Regions from separate parts of the Capra hircus genome. Here region 2 is linked to region 1. Evidence: chromatin contacts called from public Hi-C data. All regions are on one chromosome and are shown on one strand. Each heading gives the region's core, a stretch centred on a gene start, on an enhancer-like site or on the middle of the called end of the contact. The rest is flanking DNA. Distances are from core to core; before and after follow the strand shown. Region 1 overlaps SH2D4B (SH2 domain-containing protein 4B). Region 2 overlaps LOC102178601 (a long non-coding RNA gene).

Region 1 (3,995 bases), core at 1,374-3,873:
CAGTCTCGTCTTTGCTATCTCTATATTCAGCTCAGAGCCTGGCAGGGTTAAATACTTAATGGGGTGCAGCCGTTCAAGCATATGTATCACCTGCTGACGGATGCATATGCTGATGGAATGCAGCAATGAATAGACCAAAGAAAATCCCCCTCCCGCCACCCTGGCACTCTCAGTCTAGGTGACCTCCACTTCTATAAATACTTTCTGAGGGACAGACTTCCCGCTGCCTTCCTCAGATCTGGGAGATGGTGTGTTTTGAGAATGGACTTAGACTGCTTGAAGAGGAGACACTCTTTCTTTAAGGATGAGGACCATTTGCCTTGTATCCTGCAAGCGCCAAAAGAACCCAGGTCCCTGGCATTGGTAGGTTGCAGTTGCGTGCCCCACAGGTGTTGGATGACCTTTGGATCAGACTTGGACTTTGGGTAAGATTTTTCTTAAGGCTTGGGCCAAGGCAATCCCTGGACCTGTGCAATGAGGACACTGCCAGCTCCAAGAGTTCTCTACAAAAGGCCTGGATTGTAGGGGCAGATGGGGCCTGATTTGATGCAGTCAGACCACAAAATAATCCGTTTTAATTCGAGACCGTGCTTCAGAGGTCTTCCTCGCTCTGTGCACTTTCCCGGCTCCAGGACTTCCTTTTGAGTTTTAGAAGCAGAAACTTGCAGATGTCCAACCTGCCTCGAGAGACACAAAAAGACATGCTGGTGAGGGGGCGTCACGGCAGACACGGCAGCTCTGTGGCTACAGAGTCACTGAAGCACCTCTTCCCTGCCTCCAGCACACTCACCCGCCAGCTTCAAGGCCTCAGGGAACCAAAGAGAAAGGGAGCCGGAGCCAGGACTCCTCCTCTGGTAGCGGGGAGTATGGGTCCCTGCCAGGCTTGCCCACTGACCCAGCTTCTTTGGCACTCAGTTTCCACATGAGTACCATGAGGAGGGATGATCTGAAGGGCTCTTGTGGCTTTTTGTAGGAAACAGCAGGGGCTGTGGTATCAGACACACCTGATTTTATTTATATTTTTATTGATTTATTTTTTAAAATTTTGGCTCCACTGAATCTTCACTGTGGCATGCAGACCTTTTCTCTAGCTGGGGTGTGGGCTTAGTTGCCCCATGGCAGGAGGGATCTTAGTTCCCTGACCGGGGATTGGACTCCCATCCCCCGCACTGAAAGGCAGATTCTTAACCACGGGACCACCAGGGAAGTCCCTGGAAATACCTGACTTTAAAAGGAAGAAAGCTTGGGAAGTGGGTACCGTGGTGAACGTGCTCTCGCTTCCTTTCCAGTGCGTCGATCCAAGGCGGCTGACGAGGAGAGGAGCCGCCGAGCCCAGCGCGCCCGGGATGAGTACCAGCGTCACTCGCTCCGCGCCATCCAGAAGGGCACCGTTGCCGGACTCAGCTCCAGGTTCCGAGAGCTCGGCCAGAGCCACGAGCAGGAGGCGAGACTCTACCACCACCTCCCAGGCCCGGGGCCCCTTTCACCCCTGGCTGTGCCTGGCAGGTGGGTCGTGGTGTTGTTTGAGACCTTTGGTTATTGCCAACAATGCCCTTAGTAAGTAACCTTGTAGACATTAATTTTATACTCTGGCAACTACTATCTACAACAGAGATTCCCAAAAGTGGGACCACTGGATTAAGGGCTACATGCATGTATAGTATTGATAGCTAAGGCCAATTTGTCCTCCACAGAGATGGTGCCAGTGAGCACTCTCATTCTTTAGCCTTGCCAGCAGTATGTTGTCAGATTTTTTTTTTTTGTGAGAAATAATATCTCAGTGAAAGTTTAAATCTGCATTTCATGAGATGAAGTATTTTGTATATGTTTAAGGGTTTTTGATATTTCCATACCTGTCTCTTCCTATCCTGCCTCTTCATTGTGTTATTGGTCTTTTTGTCATCTATTTTTTTGTTTATTGTTATTCAGTTGCTAAGTCGTGTCCAACTCTTTGCAGCCCCATGGACTGTGGCACACCAGGCTCCTCCGTCCTCCATTATCTCCTGAGTTTGCTCAAATTCATGTCCACTGAGTCAGTGATGCTGTCTAACCATCTCATCGTCTGCCATTCCCTTCTTCTTTTGCCTTCTGTCTTTCCCAGCATTAGGATCACTTCCAGTGAATCAGCTCCTCACATCAGGTGGCCAAAATATTGGAGTTTCAGCCTCAGTAACAGCCCTTCCAATGAATATTCAGGGCTGATCTATTTTTAGGAACTCCTAAAATATAGGGGAAAAGAGTCTCTTCTTTATGATAAAACATTTCCCCCCCTCAACCTGTCATTTGTCTTTTGACTTTTACGATCACGTTTCCTGTCGTGCAGGAATTCTTGATTTTTATGAGATCAGAGTTTCTTTTATGTTTACTGGATTTAGAGACATAGTTAGAAATCTTCTTCCTCTTGTGCTTTTTTTTTTTTTTTAAGGAGACAAATAATTTGTCCTTCAGGCTCAGAAGATAGAGCTGCATGGATTGTTGCAGTCTGGCTCCAGGCTGTCTGGGTGTAGCTGTCAGTAGGGGAGAAGTGACAGCCACAGGGAGCCCCCTTGCGTGGGGTGGGGGAACCAGGGACCAGGCGGATGGAATGGCAGACCCAGGCACCAGAAGCCGTGCATCAGCCTTTTTCCTGTGGCTGTCCTGTGGCACAGGTCCCTGTGGCCTCACTGCCCTCAGCACTGTGGTGCCAGCACATGCTTGCCTGGCTGTACTGGGGGCAGACACAGGGTTGATGGGAGAGAGCTGCAGGGGCAGGAGCAAGGCTTCTGGGCAGGTGGCCTCTTGGAGCATCTCCCCCTAGCATTTACATTCTGGGGAATCAGATTCTCTACTTGGAAACAGAGGGACAAGAGTGAATGAATTTTCCTTGCTGTCATGTATAACCTCCTCTTGCCTTCTGAGGATAATGAGTCTTAGAAACCAAAGGATTTTTCCTCCCCAAGCATAATTATTTACTGGGGAATGCAAGTGTGAAGGAAGAGGTTGGGGGCAGGACGGTTGTTTCATAAAGAGAAAGGGACTCAGAGGTTCCTGAGAAGAGGAAAATGCTGAAGGGTGGATACAGGGCGGCAAAGCTGGTTAGAGGCGCTCTGCCTATGGAGGTGGCTGTGGGGAGGAAGGGATTTGGAGAACAGCCCCACTGATCATGCCTCTGAGCCGTTCAGTGGAACCTCACCCCCTGTCTTGTGTGTTAGTTGCTCGGTCGTGTCTGACTCTTTCCGACCCCATGGACTGTAGCCCACCAGGCTCCTCTGTCCATGGGGATTCTCCAGGCAAGAATACTGGAGTCGGTTGCCATGCCCTCTTCCAGGGGATCTTCTCAACTCAGGGATTGAACCCAGGTCTCCTGCATTGCAGGAGGATTCTTTACTGTCTGAGCCTCCAGGGAAACCCTGTCTTTCTTATGCAATCATTTAAAAAATCTGCAGTGTTCACTACCGCAGGTGAGTACAGGGATTCATTTTAGGGCAGAAAAATAGGAGCTCATTCTGGGGTTTGCCAGGAAGTCCTGGGCTCGTTGTCCGTTTTTGTTGGTGCAGAGGAAATGCAATGACTGCCTAAGGGGACAGCTGATGTTTATTGTATATGAGAAGATGACAGTGGTGGTGAATTCTAAATGCCAGTGCTATTAGGTGGACCAGACAGCAATGACCGTGAGAATTTGCCAGGTTTCTGTCACTCAGGTGGAAAGGTGAAAAAGTTGCAGTTGTTTAAGGTGGGCCCAAAGTCTGCTCTGCTTTCATACCATAAATTAATATAATGGAATTTTTGAGCTTCCCTGGTGGTTGAGTGGTAAAGGATCTCCCTGCCATTGCAGGAGGCGTGAGTTTGATCTCTGGGTGGGGAAGATCCCCTGGAGAAGGAAATGGCAGCCCATTCCAGTATTCTTGCCTGGGAAATCCCATGGACAGAGGAGCCTGGCAGGCTGCAGTTCATGGGGTCACAAAACAGCTGGGCATTACTTAGCGACTAAACAAGAACAAATCTTGCTCCGCAGA
Region 2 (3,754 bases), core at 758-3,257, 140 kb before region 1:
GAATCAACTTCAGGCCTGTGTGGGGTGAGGGCCGGGCGGCCACCAGCTGTGAATCCTACGCTAGAGCACAGGGTCAGCCCCCTTCACTGGCCCCAGCTGGGCCATGGGGCAGAGCACAGGGCAGACACCTTCTCACCCCCAGGTGCACAGACCGTGACAGTGTCCTGCTCCTTGGACTGACTCTCAGCACCCCTTGGGGTCCCCACAGCTTACTCTTTAATGCCCAAGGAACTCTGTGTACACAGAGAAACACAGCCAGCTCCACACTTTGTCTCACATGCAACATGGGAAAACGGAAACAGTTAACATTTCTTTAAATATTCACATACTATGTCTGATTCTTTGCAACCACAAGGACTGTCCCATGCCAGGCTTCCCTGTCCTTCACTACCTCCGGGATTTTGTTCAAAACTTAGCAAAATCCGGGAGGTAGTGAAGGACTTTTTTGAGCAAAACACGGGAGGCAGTGAAGGACAGGGAAGCCTAGCATGCTGCAGCCCATGGGGTCAGAAAGAATCGGACACGACTTAGCAACAACACAACAACAAATTCCCACAGTTAACAAATTGACCTTTTATAATTTTAACAAAGTAGATTGCCCTGAACATTTGAAGTTAAGTGTAATCAATGACACTCTTCCCAATTCTGATGATTCAGTCTCATAAATGTTTTAAACACCTTTAAAAGTCGACCAATAAGACTATAATCATCACAAAACCGGATCTGCATACTCATACTCAAACTGGTTGCAGATGCTAATGTGTAGATGAAACTTTGTTTATTATCTCCAGTCAGCAGCCCTAGCAGCAGACCAGAGAGACACTATGCACTCATTTGCCACGCGTCACTGCCCTCTCCTGGGGCTCTCATGCAGCAGCTCCACTGGAGTCCCCTCACCAGAGTTCTGTACCCCAAACTGTCCTGGACAGAGTGGCTGGACCAGAGGTGGGTCCTGGATTCTGAGTTAGGAGCCCATGGACTGCTGAGGTATGCAAGGCAGACCAACCTGCAAAACTAGCACAAAAGTTTTGTCCAAGAAGTGATGTAGAGGGTGACAGTCAACCAAGGCAATCAGCTTCTCACTCTTGGGGTACACAAATGTGCCTCTCTGAAAGAGGAAGAGGGCAAGGGCTGAAGACTCGCAGAGGGCAGCAGGCAGAGCCCCCTCCCAAGGAAGCTGGGGGCCAGTTGGCCAGAAGTAGCTGGAGCAGGAGAAAGAAAGGGAGACACTGGGGCTGAAGTGTGAGTGGTGCTCTGGAAGCTGGTGACGTGGGAGCCTCCAGGCCCCTTCTTCTGAAGGACCTGGCTAAGCGGGGGGCCGGCTGGCTCCTTCCTGCTGTATTCTCACACAGAGGGAATGGGCAGATGTTCGGAGCTGAGGTGATAACACGTGCTGTGGCCAAGTGCACTGGAAACAGAAGCAGATCCAGAGACCTGTGTGCAGGAAGTAAGGGAAGCAGGACAGGGTGGAGGGAGAAATTGAACTGAAACTGAACTCTGGCTTCATCTGACCCCATGGGGAGGCCAGAGCCAGGATCACTCATCACTTGTCCAGAAGTGAGGTAAGAGGGTTTGGCGAGCTCTAGGTCTAAGCACTCTGGGTGAGGCAGCTTCCTCCAGCCAGAAACCATTCAACAGATTCCAACACTGGGTCCTGAAGGGCAGATTCCAACCCTGGGTCCTGAAGGGCAGGCTGTGCAGACACCCCTGAACCAGAGGTGACAGACTGGATCACTGAGTGTAAAGAAGGCCAGTGGTCAAAGCCGTGGTTACGGAGACCTGCTCAGATGTGGTTATGGGGACCAGGCTTGCGGAGCCTCTGCAGTGTTCAGGGACATGAACTTCTCAAGGCCTGGGGGAAGGGGAGCATGGAATCAAGTTCTCCTTCTAGACTAGGGCTGGGGCTCATGAGAGAGGGCAAGTCTGGTGATAACATGAAGTGTGGCCAGTGCATGGAAGATATCTAAAGGCACATGAGCACCAGAGAGCCTGTGGAGACGGTGGAAGCAGGGAAGAGAAGAAACATTTACAGGAAGGGAGATCGGATACTCAGAGGAGGAGGTGCATAGTCCTGTCTGAGTGGGTAACTAGGAGAGGGGAGCCAGCAGAACTAGTGCTCCAGGAAGGAAGCAGCCTCAGACCAGACCGAAAGCCCTTTCCTCCCGCCCCCACACACAGAGCAGTGGTTCCATAAAGCCAGTTCAGCTGGCTGCCCCTAGATGGCAGTGTCTGCACGTGCAGCAGCTAGCACGCACTGCTCCCCAGGGACAGCCAGCTTCTCCCATGGAACCAGGGGAAAGTCCCCAGAGCTGAGGCTGCCAGGCAGAAGCGCTTGTGATGGGTACAGCATCCACCTCTGCTCTGCTCTGCTTCAGGCAGGTGGGGCAGGTGCCTCTTTGTCCCTTTCCCTGGGGTTCCTATCAAGGGTCCCTCCTGGCAGAGCCTGAGCATAGGGGTCCCAGGGGCTCAGTGAATCCCCAAATCCATGTGATCATGACTCTCCAGTTTGGGGTGGAAGATTGAGACACAAAGGTCTGGACATAAAGCTAACAGTTCTGGTTCCACATCTTATGGGGTGAGTGACTCACTCTGAGCCTACCTTTCCACATTGTTTTACAAACGCATAGATTTGTGAAAGTCATTTCACATGAGATTATTTCAGAAGGAATAATTCTTCACTGTCAAGTGATTTTCACATTTGCACACAGTCCACAGTTCCCCTAGTGGACAGCTGTCAGGGGCAAAGCTAGGGTTGACCTTGCTCTTAATCTCGCTGATGGGCACCCTCCCTCTGATGTCTTACTGGCAACATCTGGACCTTCCTGCTTTGGCAAAACTGTCAAGGCTGGAGGACCCTGGGAGGTTACCTACTAAACAACTGTCCCCTCTCCCCCACCCTCAGTTTATAGGTTGGACAACTAAGGTGAGATGGGTAGGACTCCTCGTCACCATCATCTATGACAGTCCTGGCCTCCGCCATTAAAGTATGCTCCACTGTGTCCTGTGCTCACACATGGATTCCTATTACAAATTCTACAGTCTGTTAGGGATACTTCTGAGGACAGAAGACCCACAGCCGCGGTGGCTGCTGCATATTGGAGCAAGAAGCCCTTGGAAATTTACAAATTCTTTAAAACAGATATTTGGGTAGGCATTGGGTGACAGGCTAAGAAATTACTTTCTTTTCTGTTTACCTTTCTCCACGGCTCCCTGATCTTTTCAAGAAAGGCAACCTTAATTCAAGACAGCTGAATGAAAGATGTTAGCGCCCGGCTCACCTGAGTCCTGCCATACTTGACCCTGACTTCCTCACTCCAAGTGTCCTGATTCTTTCATTCCAGCTCAATCATTCCCTCCCATGGGTAAATCCCTCTGTCTGACCTAGCCTCGTGCAACCACTCCTGTCTTCTGTAGTCAATGAGGGCCCTCCAGCTCCACTCCCATCTTCTCCTTTCTCTCCATCTACTGGCCCTTCCAGCTATCACTTCTCTCCCCCAACACCCACAACTCATGACACAACACTTCAGTGGTTTCTCCTCAATTGTCTCCAACCCTCTGTACCATTGTTTTCTATTATGCCTTTCCAGCAACCCCCTCCACACTTTGATCACTTCTCCTGTCTGCGCTCTCTACACCGGGACATATCCCAGTTGCTGAGGACTGATGAAGGCTGTCTCATTTGAGCTGTGACTCTGACTCTGGTTCACTATCCTCAAACCTTCCTGCCTGCCTTCCTCAGAAGCTTCTCTCATTT

Evidence for each region. Hi-C and Micro-C count contacts between places; a contact is called where the count stands out from the background.
Region 2: a Hi-C map of blood shows a contact between it and region 1, with 5 times the contacts expected there. The contact joins two enhancer-like sites. A contact is called at or near these places in 2 of 5 Hi-C or Micro-C datasets (blood and liver).

What each region holds. Positions count from the first base shown.
Region 1 is chr28:9,868,134-9,872,128 of ARS1.2, reverse strand. SH2D4B (SH2 domain-containing protein 4B) reads left to right here. Exons shown (of 7, transcript XM_005699280.3): 5 at 1,290-1,506. Among named protein-coding and RNA genes, the nearest start is that of SH2D4B, 52 kb to the left of the region's middle. Within about 2 kb of position 2,623, at least 1 of the 5 cell types and tissues checked has an H3K27ac peak or open chromatin away from gene starts, as enhancers often do.
Region 2 is chr28:10,004,989-10,008,742 of ARS1.2, reverse strand. The region is part of intron 1 of LOC102178601 (a long non-coding RNA gene); the gene reads right to left. Among named protein-coding and RNA genes, the nearest start is that of TSPAN14, 13 kb to the right of the region's middle. Within about 2 kb of position 2,007, at least 2 of the 5 cell types and tissues checked have an H3K27ac peak or open chromatin away from gene starts, as enhancers often do.